Linked DNA regions of Ovis aries: region 1 is linked to region 2. Evidence: chromatin contacts called from public Hi-C data. All regions are on one chromosome and are shown on one strand. Each heading gives the region's core, a stretch centred on a gene start, on an enhancer-like site or on the middle of the called end of the contact. The rest is flanking DNA. Distances are from core to core; before and after follow the strand shown.

Region 1 (5,942 bases), core at 3,236-5,735, 120 kb after region 2:
TGGAAGGGCTCCGCCTGGAGCAGAAGCTTTTGCTCCAGACAAACCTGGGGAGACAGGCAGGATGTGCGAGGAAGCAAAGGAGCAAGAAACTGCCTCCAGCTCGCCTTCTTGTGGGCTGGAGCACAATGAGGAGGAATGATTACTTGTGTCTGCAAAGCAGGGCATGTGAGGGCCTGGTCTGTGCAGTGAGGCAGCTAATTATTCATCCGGCTCCTTTCCTCCTTCCTCCCTGAAACCCCCTTCCTCAAAGGAAAACCAGGAAAGACTGTGGGTTAAATTGTGGAATACCATCTACCAGCTCACTGGGCCCAGACAGAATGCCAGCGGCCCCTTACTGACTCCCAGATGACAGGATCAGCCTTCAAACGACACCTCATTATCCAGCCGTGTCACTGACAGATGAGGACACAGGTCCAGAGAATTTGGCCAGGCCCCAACCTCCCCCCCAACCCCTGTCTCTCTCTGTGCGCACAACACAGCAAACACCGTCAGCCTTTGCAGTGGGGGCGTAAAGGGCCACTTACAGACTGCATTTCCATTTCCACTCTTCAGTGGGGTTTGGTCATTGCCACCATTGAGTAATATCCAAGGAACCCTCCCACACTGTTGGTGGGAATGCAAATTGGTACAGCCACTATGAAGAACAGTCTGGAAGTTCCTTAAAATACTAAAAACAGAACTGCCATTTGATCCTGCAATCTCACTCCTGGCCATATATCCGGAGAAAGCCATTAAAAAATAAAAAAGATACACACCCCCCATTATTCCTTGCAGCACTTTTTAAAACAGCCAAGATGCAGAAGCAACCTAAATACCACTGACAAAAGGAATAGATACGAAGATGTGTGTATACACACACACACACACACACACACACACAATGGAATATTACTCAGTCGTGAAAAAGAACAAAATAATGCCATTTGCAGCAACATGGATGGACCTAGATATTATCATCCTAAGTGAATTAAGTCAGGGAAAGAGAATATCACGTGATATATAGCTTATATATGGAATCGAATTTCTTTTTCTTTTTTTGGCCATGCCATGCAGCTTATGGGATCTTAGTTCCCTGACCAGGGATGGAACCTGGGCCCATCTGCATCGAAAGTGCAGTCTTAACCACTGAATGGCCAGAGTGTTCCCTGTGGCGTCTAGTTTTTAAAAAACGACACAAATGAACTTATTTACAAAACAGAAACAGACTTACAGATATCGAAAACAAACCTAGGGTTGCTAAAGGGGAAACATGGTGGGATGCACACTTCCCCGCCTTGAGTCTGATTGGAACCTGGGTTCTTCCCGTCTAAGCCTCCTTTCTCTTCTGTTAAGTGAAGTCACTCAGTCGTATCCGACTCTTTGCGACCCCATGGACTGTAGCCTACCAGGCTCCTCTGTCCATGGGATTCTCCAGGCAAGAGTACTGGAGTGGGTTGCTTCTCCAGGAGATCTTCCCAACCCAGGGATCAAACCCGGGTCTCCCGCACTGCGGGCAGATGCTTTACTATCTGAGCCACCAGGGAAGACTCCTCTTCTGTTAAAGAGCTTCCTATACTTGGGTCCTTAAGCGTCTCCGTTGAACCTTCACGAGCACAGTGACCAAAAGCCCTTTTCTGAATCTCTTGGTCAAACGTGCTTGGAATTTGTAAGTTCTTGGATTGTAGAAACTGATAAGTGTGACACACCCCGGGAGCATGTGGATACTAAGGCGTCTGTCTGCTGCTGCTAAGTCACTTCAGTCATGTCTGACTCTGTGCGACCCCATAGACGGCAGCCCACCAGGCTCCCCCATCCCTGGGATTCTCCAGGCAAGAACATTGGAGTGGGTTGCCATTTCCTTCTCCAATGCAGGAAAGTGAAAAATGAAAGGGAAGTCGCTCAGTCGTGTCCGACTCTTAGCGACCCCATGGACTGCAGCCCACCAGGCTCCTCTGTCCATGGGATTTTCCAGGCAAGAGTACTGGAGTGGGGTGCCATTGCCTTCTCCGGTCTGTCTGCTGGAAGAGATGAAATAGTCACGCTGCAAGTAGCTGCCAGGTCAGGTTTTGGTCTCTGGTTTTCAGAACCTCTGAAGGCTTCTAGTGGCTCAGTAGTAAAGAATCCACCTGTCAGTGCAAGAGACACAGGAGACTCAGGTTTGATCCTTGGGTCGGAAAGATCCCCTGGAGAAGGAAATGGAGAATTCCATTAACAGAGAAGCCTGGCGGGCTATAGCCCATGGGGTTGCAGAGTCACTGAAGGATGGTGGCCACGACTTCAGGTGCCTCGGGCATCAGAGCCTCCTTCTCCCAGGCTTGTCTGGCCCTGGATAGAACTCTGTCCCAGTCCGGCCCAGGAGGAGAGTGGTAGATGGGTAGTGACTGGGCGGTGGTGGGCTTGCCCTGGTGGGCGGGCAAGGTTTCTATATCTTAAAGGAAAAGAGGAATCGAAGATCAAATTCAATAATACGTCTAACAATCTCTCTCTTTCCTTCACCGTGTGGAGTTCTGGATGTTTGTTGGTTTGTCACTGTGTGTTTTCACATGCTGTCCTTAGAAACATCTTTTTTTTAAAAATAATGGTAATAGATGCTAAGTCGCTTCAGTCATGTCCCATTCTTTATGACCCCATGGACTGTACCCGCGGGGCTTCTCTGTCCACGAGATTCTCCAGGCGAGAATACTGGAGTGGGTTGCCATTCCCTTCTCCAGGGGATCTTCCCGACCCAGGAATCGAACCCTCGTCTCCTGCATTGGCAGGAGGGTTCTTTACCATTAGCGCCACCTGGGAAGGGGGACTAATAGCGGCTTTTAACTGGCATCTTTCTACAGTGCGGAATGTTATCTTCATATTTTCACTTTCATGCATTGGAGGAAATGGCAACCCACTCCAGTGTTTTGGCCTGGAGAATCCCAGGGACGGGGGAGCCTGGCGGGCTGCTGTCTGTGGGGTCCCACAGAGTTGGACACGACTGAAGCGACTTAGCAGCAGCAGCAGTAGTCTGATGTGTCCTTGGAGATAAACACTTCGTATCTGCAAGACTGTGTGTCTTCTGTATGTGTTTTGAGTCATCCCTTCCATCATTCTCTTCCCCATTCTCACCCCCTACCCTCAGCTGTGATCTGACTTCAGGGGAAAAGAGATAGAAGTAACATTCTTCTCGGCCCACCCTAATGTGTCCTGACAGGACAGTGGTTCTGCGCTAAGTCCAGGCTGGGTGCAGCGCTCACCTGATACAACTCAGGAGTCGCCACAACTGAACGACTAAGCACAGCACAGCACAGCTCAGGACACTTGTCTAAAAGTTTATCTGCAAGAGCATTCCTCGTTCACTAAAGCTCTACCCAGGACACAGTCGGAAAATCGTCTTCAAAACAGAAGCTTTTATCCCACATTTCCAACCCAAGAGATAACCCAGAGAATCCATGTAAAACAAGCTTGATTTAAGAGTAAACCAATGTGTGTCAGTGAACTGAAAACAGAAGTACATAAAGCACTAATTTTTAAAAAAATCTAAAACAAGGGTACAGGCACATGTATAGCAGTCCCTTCAACTCTTCACCTGAAACTATCCCAGCAGTGTTAATCGGCCATCCTTCAATACGAGTAAAAAGGGTTTTTTTTTTTTAATCTTAAAAAAGTAAATAAAAGAAGCCCTGAACTGTCTCCTGGTGTAACCTTGGCTAGTAAAAGTGATTCATTTTGATTCTTTTGGATTTCTACTATCATAGGGGAAGGGTTTTATTAATCAACTCTTTGAAAAAAGCAACTATGCCCACTGCAAAGCTACCAAATGAGAATTCTAAACTATTCTGTGGGTTGTTCGTTTGGGGCCGTGGTTAGAATGTCAAGCTCCTGTTATGGGATTGGCTGGCAGTTGCAATTTACACCATTCATCCGTAAGTGGCTGAAGTGCAGGAATGCGGAAACTGGAGGAAACCACCAGCGCTGGTCTTTGGATCAAAATTAACTACCAATAATGAGTTAGGAAATTGATCCCAGTGAAGGGAAAGCATCTTAATGGCCACCGCTCAAAGGTTCAGCCCCTTTCAGTTGCTGATAACCTTGTCACGTCTCCAGATAAAAGGCAGCCTTGTCACCCCCAGGCACCTGGCTGTGAGGTAATAAAACGGTTACCTTATCTTCTAAGGGTGGGGTTAGTCCAACCTCAGCCCAAAGTAATTACAGTAAACTGAAATTGCCTGTCATTTACAAAAAAGGGGGAGGGAAAGGCCTAAATCGGAGGAGATGGTTGTCTCACCCTCCCTGGATTTTAAAAAAAGGAAGGAACAAAACAGCCAAAAGTCTTCCAGGGAGTTGAGAAAAACAGCCCGGTGTGGCTGCCGGCTCCTGGGGGGTCAGGATGGCTGCCGGCTCAGGTCCCCGTGACGACCTGAAAAAGAGGCTCAAGCTGATGAAAATCCGAGCAATCTTCTTAGGAGCCGTCCTTTCTAAATGTAAATGCCTGAGAGACAGAGCCCTGCCAGGGACGGGAGGAAGTCTCAGCCACACCGAGTGACTCATCCAGCACTGTTAGCTCCGGCAGTCGGATAAAAAGTTCCAGGGAAAGCAGCAACAAATCTACTTTAAATACTAGCACAGAAAGGAAATTCCTCTCTTTCAGGCCGAATGCTGTCCACACAAAAGAGCTCCTGTCGACATCTCATTTACAGTGCCCCCCAGGACACCGACAGGACCATTTCAATAAACCCGGCTCAGAAACACCTATTGTTCAAAATCTTCAACTAGCCACAGGCTACCACCCCTCCCTATTGTTTTGTAAAAGAAAAGATTTAGAAGGAGCCAGATTGGGACTCTGGAAAGCTCTGAAAAGGGGAAGGAAAAAAAGCCCCTTTGACCTGATGCTGTCGGAGAGCGTGCGTGAAGAATAAAGTTAATGGATTTTCAGTTTTTACAAGAAGTGCATAAGCAACGCCTGCTCCCTTCCTGAATTAGCGATCGGGGGTTCTAAAAGTGGTGCCAACTTTGTAAAGCAGTTAGCTCCTGCCAACGGTCTGCTACATGAAAAGTCAGAGGCTATACTTACCCTGTTCTCAGTCTTAGAAAAGCTGGTGTCAGCCACAGCAAAGAACCAGGTGAGACTTTGATCTGGGATATTTCCTGGGGATGTGAGCTTGCCTGTTCTTTCTAAGTAGGATTTTGAGGCTCACTGCAGAGCCCCCCCCCCACCCCCGCCCCGAGGAATGATTTATTCCTTTTCAGTGCCACCATTTTGCTCCCTCTTTTAGTAAAACGTGACCATTTTCTGGAGTTACATAATTTAATCTTTAGATGGTTTTTCTTCAGATAGAACGCAAATGATTTTCTTTAGGTAGACCTCAAATGAAGGGCTACACTTGTATTGACCAAACAAAATGGGCTTTTTTTTTTTTTTTTTCAAACACCTAGTATCTTTACCCTCCAGGTAGATTCTTCAAGTTAACATACCCCCTCTTAGCCAGACACATTTTCATACCAAGTTCAAGCCACAACCTCTTAATTCCTTTGGGTCCTAACCCTCTTCTCTCTTAAATCCTTCTGGAATCTTCCCACCTCCTACAATCCTCCTTTCTGCTTTCCTGGATCCTGTTATCTCCTCTCTGGAGGATGACAGCCAAAATTCCTGCCTCGAGGTGCCTCAGACTACCAGGTGTGACTTATTAATGGGTCATGAGTCAATTGAGGTGGGTCCTGCAGTTTCACCATTAAAAAAAGAAAAGAAAAAACGGAGTGGATTAGAAAACTTAAGAGTGTATCAAACAAAGGCAGTTTTGTGGCGCTTGTTTTGATGTGTGTCCCCAGGTCTGGGTACCTCCTGGGTTAGCATGTAAAATGTATCTTGTTTGTCCAAAGAGCTTGAGAAATATTTTTTTCTAAACAGTCTCACTGAGTCTGTCTGGTCCTCGCCTCCAAACTACTGTACACACTCCGAGCAGCTGCGGGAGATTCTGAATGTATCCAGC
Region 2 (5,631 bases), core at 1,586-4,085:
GCAGCCCAAGACCCTCTGACCTGAGATGTGAAGAGATGATTATAGAATCCTTATGTGGAGCCCAGCAGTCTGCGTATTTTATTCCAAAAAAAAAAAAAAAAAAATCTGTCCTTTAGTGAGGAGACACAAAAGGGATCCAGTGACTGTGAGTCATCCTTCCTCCACCTAAGACAGTGCTGGGTGGAATCAGACTTTATTATCCAATCACTTGATGGACCAAGTATCAAAATAACACAAAATGTACTGATACACTGGCTTATTTGCCTTTCCAAGTTTCATTTTTGAGTTTTTGCCTTTGAAGAGATTGCAGCTGTGAAAAGTAACTTAAGTCTCCGTCTTTTCTTGGCCTTGAGGCAGCCTGGAAAGATAAGACACCACATGGAACTATGTGTGCTTGGAGGGGGGAAAAAATAATGGTGTAAAACGTGAACAAGTATCTCTTCTTCCTTCTCACTCAGGCAGCATTCCAATATATATTAATATTCATATGAAGTTAGCAAATAATATGTTGTCAATGTGAATCCACATTTTCCCCCCAAAACACGGGAAAGAATCTTTAAAAGTCACTGGATCAGTTTTAAAGAGAGGGCCTGGCTGGTACACGAAGGGACTCACAGAGCCAGAACTGAAACTTGTTTTTCCACCTTGAGAGAAGCAAATAAACAAAAATATCCTAAGCAATTGCTGGTTCCTCAAGCCCACTCTGTGGGGCTGTCTTCTTGGCCTGTGTCACGCAGACTCCAGGCACTTTCTTCCAGAATGCACCAAAATTTCAAATCTAAAGACAAGTTTAGGACAGGCTCTGGTGGGGGGCGGGGAGGTGTGTGTGTGCCGTGTATCACCCAGAAGGGTTCCCGGGTTCCTCCTAGGGGCGTCTTGCCAGCTTTAGTGACTGCTTCGATGTGATTCGCTTGAGCAAAAAGGTGAGCATTGCCCGGATCAAGCCGGACTTCCAGCGAGAGAGGAAAATTTGACCTTTTCCTCCTCCTCGCAGTTTCAAAGAGACTGTTAATCCTCTGCGCCGCTTCCCCCTTCCCCTGCAAAGTTGGTTTACTAGCTGTAAACTCCGTTCCCATCTCGGTTGTCCGAGAATCGCCGTCAGGAGCTAAGCTGACTTGGCCGGAGAAAAGGACACCTTTGTGCACAGAAGGAGAGCCCCCGCGTGGCCGAGCGGAGCCACGCGGAAGGAGGAGACGTTTCAGGCGCGCGCCGGAGCCGGCGGCCGGGGGAGGGTGAGGCCCACCCGGAGGCAGCGTGTTTCGTGGAGCCGCTTCGAAAGCGGCCGAGGCAGTCGGAACGGCTTTCGAAGTCAGCAAACAAAGCGTCTCCGCAGTAACCGCCCGGCTCCGGGGGAGGCTCCTGCCACTCAGGCGGCGGAGGCGCAGCGCAGGCGCCGGGCTCCTCCTCCCGCGCCCTTCCCCCCGCCCGCCTAGCTCCCAGTCCCCAACGGCCGCGAGCCGCCAATCCCGGCGACCGGCCGCCCTTCAAACGCCTAGAGCGCCGCGGCCCCGGAATCGGCGGCCCCCTACCCGCCCGGCGTCGGTGCTGCGCGCGGGCGCAGCCGCTGATTCGTCTCCAGGCGGGCAGGGAAGAACCCCCAAGGGGCAGGGGAGCCTCCGGGTTGGTTTCCCCCCAGGTCTCGGTACCCCTCTCGGCCGTTTCAGACGCGTGTTCTCTTAGGTGCCGAGCCGTCGGCACACCGCACGGGGAGGGAGGGGAATCGAAAGGTTGCCGCCTTTTTAGAGTGACGCTATTTTCCTTGTTTATTCATCTTAAGTCCTGTAATTGGAAAAAAAAAAAAAAACACACACACACACGCAAGCTTTGTAAACTCTGGCCTTAAGTCACTCTGGGGGTGGGGTGGAGTGGGTGGGTGCCTTGTTTTGGGAGGGTGAGTGGGTGGGAGGCTGGCTTTAATTTTCAGTGTAATCCGACAACAGAGGCTCCAAAGTTCTAGTCAGTCATGGTTTGGCCGCCTTATTTCTTCTTGGGTTGAACCTTATTTCCACAGAACTTCTGCCGGTTCTTCATCGAGGTTACAAAACAAAGACAGTGCAGAGCACAAGCTGGAGGCAGACTCGGGCGCTGACGTCTCTACCGGGCTCATGTTTTTTTTTTTTTTTTAATGATGGGGAAAGTATTAGTGTGGCATGTGACAGTTCGTTGACTTCAAAACAACGGGACAGACACGCAAGAACTACACCCAGAGGAGAGGGCGGAGAGGGGGCTGCATTTCTTGAAATCAGCCTAAAGCATCTGGACTTTTAAAATGGGTAGTTTCATCCAGGAACTCCCGCTGGAGCCTGCCTAACTCTCAACCAAAATAAACTAACAGGAACATGTGTTTACCTAATAGTTTCTGTTTGAAATACCGGGGCGTGGGGGTGGTGGGGGAAAAGAGGTCCCCTAGCAGGATAAGTCCTGAGTAGACTGTTTACCGAGACAGGCGAGGGGGTCCGGGGATGGGGTGTCAGGCCGAGTCTCAGGCGGGGCGGGCGCGCGTCCCGGCCATCCCCAGGCACCGACTTTTAAAGAGCATGTGAGCATGACAAGTGTCTGTCCGCAACATGTCAGATTTCGAAACTGCTTTGCAATCCAGTCCGGAACTCGCAGCTTTAGCCGGGGGCAACAGACTTTCGCCTAGGGTGTCTGGGTCTCATCCTCCTCCCCATTCCCCCGCCCGCCCCCCCCCCCACTGTTGCTTTGGGAGGAAGAGCCCCGAGAGGAGAAGGGTGCGTCGCTCCGCGCCCGCGCGTGTCAATGGCAGCAGTGCGTCCTGGAAGAAGTTGATTCTTTTCCCGAATACTTTTCTTGGGCAGCCCCGCCCCTTGAATCAGCAGCGGCTGTCTACTCCTGCGGCCCGAGTCGGGCCGGTGGAGTTGGGGCAGCTGTCAAAATCGAAAGGGGAGGCTTTTTCTTCCCTGGGGTGGAGGAGGGAACGGCATTCCGCCCCCCACCCCATCTGTTGCAATTTCCTAACCAAACGCACCCTCGCCAGACCCTGGAAGAAAGGCCCAAGGGAGCAACCCAGGGCGCTTGGCTGGTGTCGCCCGCAACCCGGGGATGCGGGCGGCGGGCGCGCGGCGGGGATGAGCTCGTGAGCTCGGCCGTCCCCACGAGGGACCGGTGACAGCCGCCCCGGCGACGCGGCCCGGGTGCTCAGAGCGATCCTAGGCTGCTGGAAGGTGCGGGGGAGGGGCGGAGGAGCGGCTGGGCGGGCGGGGGACGGGGCGGGCGGCTGGGGGCGGAGGCAGGACCTCCGGTACCTTCCCTCCTTGCCTCGCTCACTCTGACAGCGCCGAGGTGCGCCGAGCAGGAGCCGCGAACAAAGGAGCGGAGTGGGGAGGGGAGCGAGTTAGGCTAGGGAGCGTCCCCGGCCCGCTGCCAGAAGATCCCGGCGGGAGGAAGCCCGAGTGTCACTTGAATTCCGCCCGAGGAGCGGGCGCCTGGGATTCGAGTGCCGCCGTGTTTAGCAATAACGGCTGGAGCGCGTCCTCCAAGTTACGGGAGAGTCGGCCGGGAAGGAGGACGACCGCTCGGCCCCTCCGTCCCCGCTCCTGGCCCCTGGAGACCCCCGCTGTCGCCTGGCACTGGCCGGGGAACTCCAGAATGAAAAGCAAGAAAGGTAAGGCTCGCGGGCGGCGCGCGCCTTGGGCGCGGGTCCCGGGGCAACGTGCTCGCCGGGCGGCGCGGGTGACTCGGACTTTTCCGCCCCGGGGGGCTCGGAGGCCTGAGCCGCGGCCGTCCTCTTTGTGGAAGCTGTGTCTGGAACGGCCGTTGCTGTGTTCCTTCCAGACACAACACGAGGGGCTGTTGTGGGGAGACGGGCCTCTCCACGCTGCTGGCACGTTGTCAAGAAGCACGCTCCGCGCCTTGTTTGTGCGCCTCCAAGTTTCATTGTCTCCAAACCGACACCCCACGCTCCGCCGAGCCGCCGCGTGGCTTCTCGCGGGCGGGGGAGTGGGGTCCCGAGTCGGGGGATACCCCCGTCCCGCTTTTCTCCGTCGGGACCCGGGGTGGCCCGGCCCGCGGAGTCTTGGCGCTTTGTCTGAAAGTTGGGCTCCGGGGCTCCCCACTCGCTCCCGGCAGAGTCCGGGCACGACTTCTCCCGGGATGGGGCGTTTTCACCTTCGGAGGAACGCGACTCTGGATCCCAGATCGCCCCCGGGGGTCGGTTCCTTTGGAAAGTTATATTTTCCAGAATTCCTAGCCTCACAAAAGTTTTCCCACGATGAATCTGGGGCAAGAGGAAGAGTTAGGACTGAAGGCGTGCAGTGAGAACGAGTCCAAGTGTGACATGCAAAGAGCGAGCCTGTCATTGTTTCCACCAGGCCTTCTGGAAGCTTTACAACTGAAACTTGCCGTCAGTCTGGTTTTAAAAACAAAATACACAGAAAGAAACAGAAAAAAAAAAAAAAAACCACCACCACGAAAGGTCAAAGAATGTTAACTCCCTTTTGAAGTTAACTTTTGAGTCCCGGGCAGGGAGGCACCCCGAACGTTCCGTCGTGGGCCGGAGCTGGCTTTTCTGTTGTGATTTATGTCGAGTGGTTCAAAACAGAAGTTAATCGCTGGGGGAAGCCAGCGCGGGGGTGGGGTGGGGGGGGGGGGTGGCGGGGGTTGTGCCGCGCATGCTCAGAGTGGCTCCTGCTCCACGTTCTTCAGACTTGTCGGGCTACTGCGGTTCAGACTCAAGTTAGAGCGGGGCAGCCCGGGACCGAAACCGTGTGTCCTCGGCCACGTTTTCACTTTGGACTTACGTTCGATTGACCCCAGGCCGGTGACTCAAACACACAGATCCCCGCACGTCCCGCTTTGCGGGCGGGAGTCAAACTCAACGTTCCCGGGGTGGGTGGGGGGCGTTGGTAGTTGAGGTTGGACCAACTCCCCGCGTCCCCTCGCCAAGGACCTGGCGGGGCTCAGAAATTTGGATGTTTAACTGGACTGGGCGAGAAAACGCGCGGGGAGCACACAGGGGGCGTCGGTATCGTGTCAGTTCGGAGAGGGCTGACAGGTTCAGACCGTCCCCGGGAGGGAGGCGTTCCCTCCCTCGTGGAGAACTGCCGGGAATAAGTTGGGGAAAGGGTGTATCTGATGGGTCCCCCTAGGGGTGCGAGAGCAGGGATTGGCTTGCCCCATTGTTCGGGTTCTGGCGGGGGCGGCAGTGATGATCCTCCCCGGCTACCCCCGGGCTCTGGGGCATCCCCTCCCCACCATGCCTCCCGTTCCGCTTCCCTCGAAGCCCCCCTCCCCCAGGCGGGGCCCTGCACGAACCCGCCGGTCCCTGAGGAATCTCCGGGGAGCGCTGCCCCGGGGCGCGCGGTCCTGCCGCCGCGCGCCGACTCATGGAAACAATGGAAGGTGACGTGTTGGAGGGGAAACTTCGCCGACTGGTTCAGAGCTCGTGCGGGGGAGCAGAGGCTGCCGAGGTGGCCCGGCTTTCTTTCCCTTTTTAGGTTTTTCTGGCAAATCCTCCGCGGGTGGGCAGGCCCCTCCGGACGTTGAGATTCACGGCCCGGTTTCTAGTTTCTTCTTGTAATCTGAAACTCCTAGGCCTGGGCGAGCTCTCTCGCTCGTGAGCTCGGAGGGGCTACTGCGGCGGGGGCCGAAGAACTGGCGGAACAAAAGCCT

What was found. Hi-C and Micro-C count contacts between places; a contact is called where the count stands out from the background.
Region 1: a contact with region 2 is called in a Hi-C map of tail adipose tissue, with 2.2 times the contacts expected there. The contact joins the enhancer-like site here to the promoter of TGIF1 in region 2. A contact is called at or near these places in 8 of 16 Hi-C or Micro-C datasets (blood, hypothalamus, liver and 3 more).

The regions. Positions count from the first base shown.
Region 1 is chr23:38,124,461-38,130,402 of ARS-UI_Ramb_v3.0, forward strand. All of the region lies in intron 7 of DLGAP1 (DLG associated protein 1), which reads right to left. The region is part of intron 1 of LOC105604469 (a long non-coding RNA gene); the gene reads left to right. Among named protein-coding and RNA genes, the nearest start is that of TGIF1, 120 kb to the left of the region's middle. Within about 2 kb of position 4,486, at least 26 of the 54 cell types and tissues checked have an H3K27ac peak or open chromatin away from gene starts, as enhancers often do. A contact at or near this core is called in tail adipose tissue, where this site is marked.
Region 2 is chr23:38,007,864-38,013,494 of ARS-UI_Ramb_v3.0, forward strand. It overlaps TGIF1 (TGFB induced factor homeobox 1), which reads left to right and starts at 2,836. Exons shown (of 3, transcript XM_042239656.2): 1 at 2,836-3,185.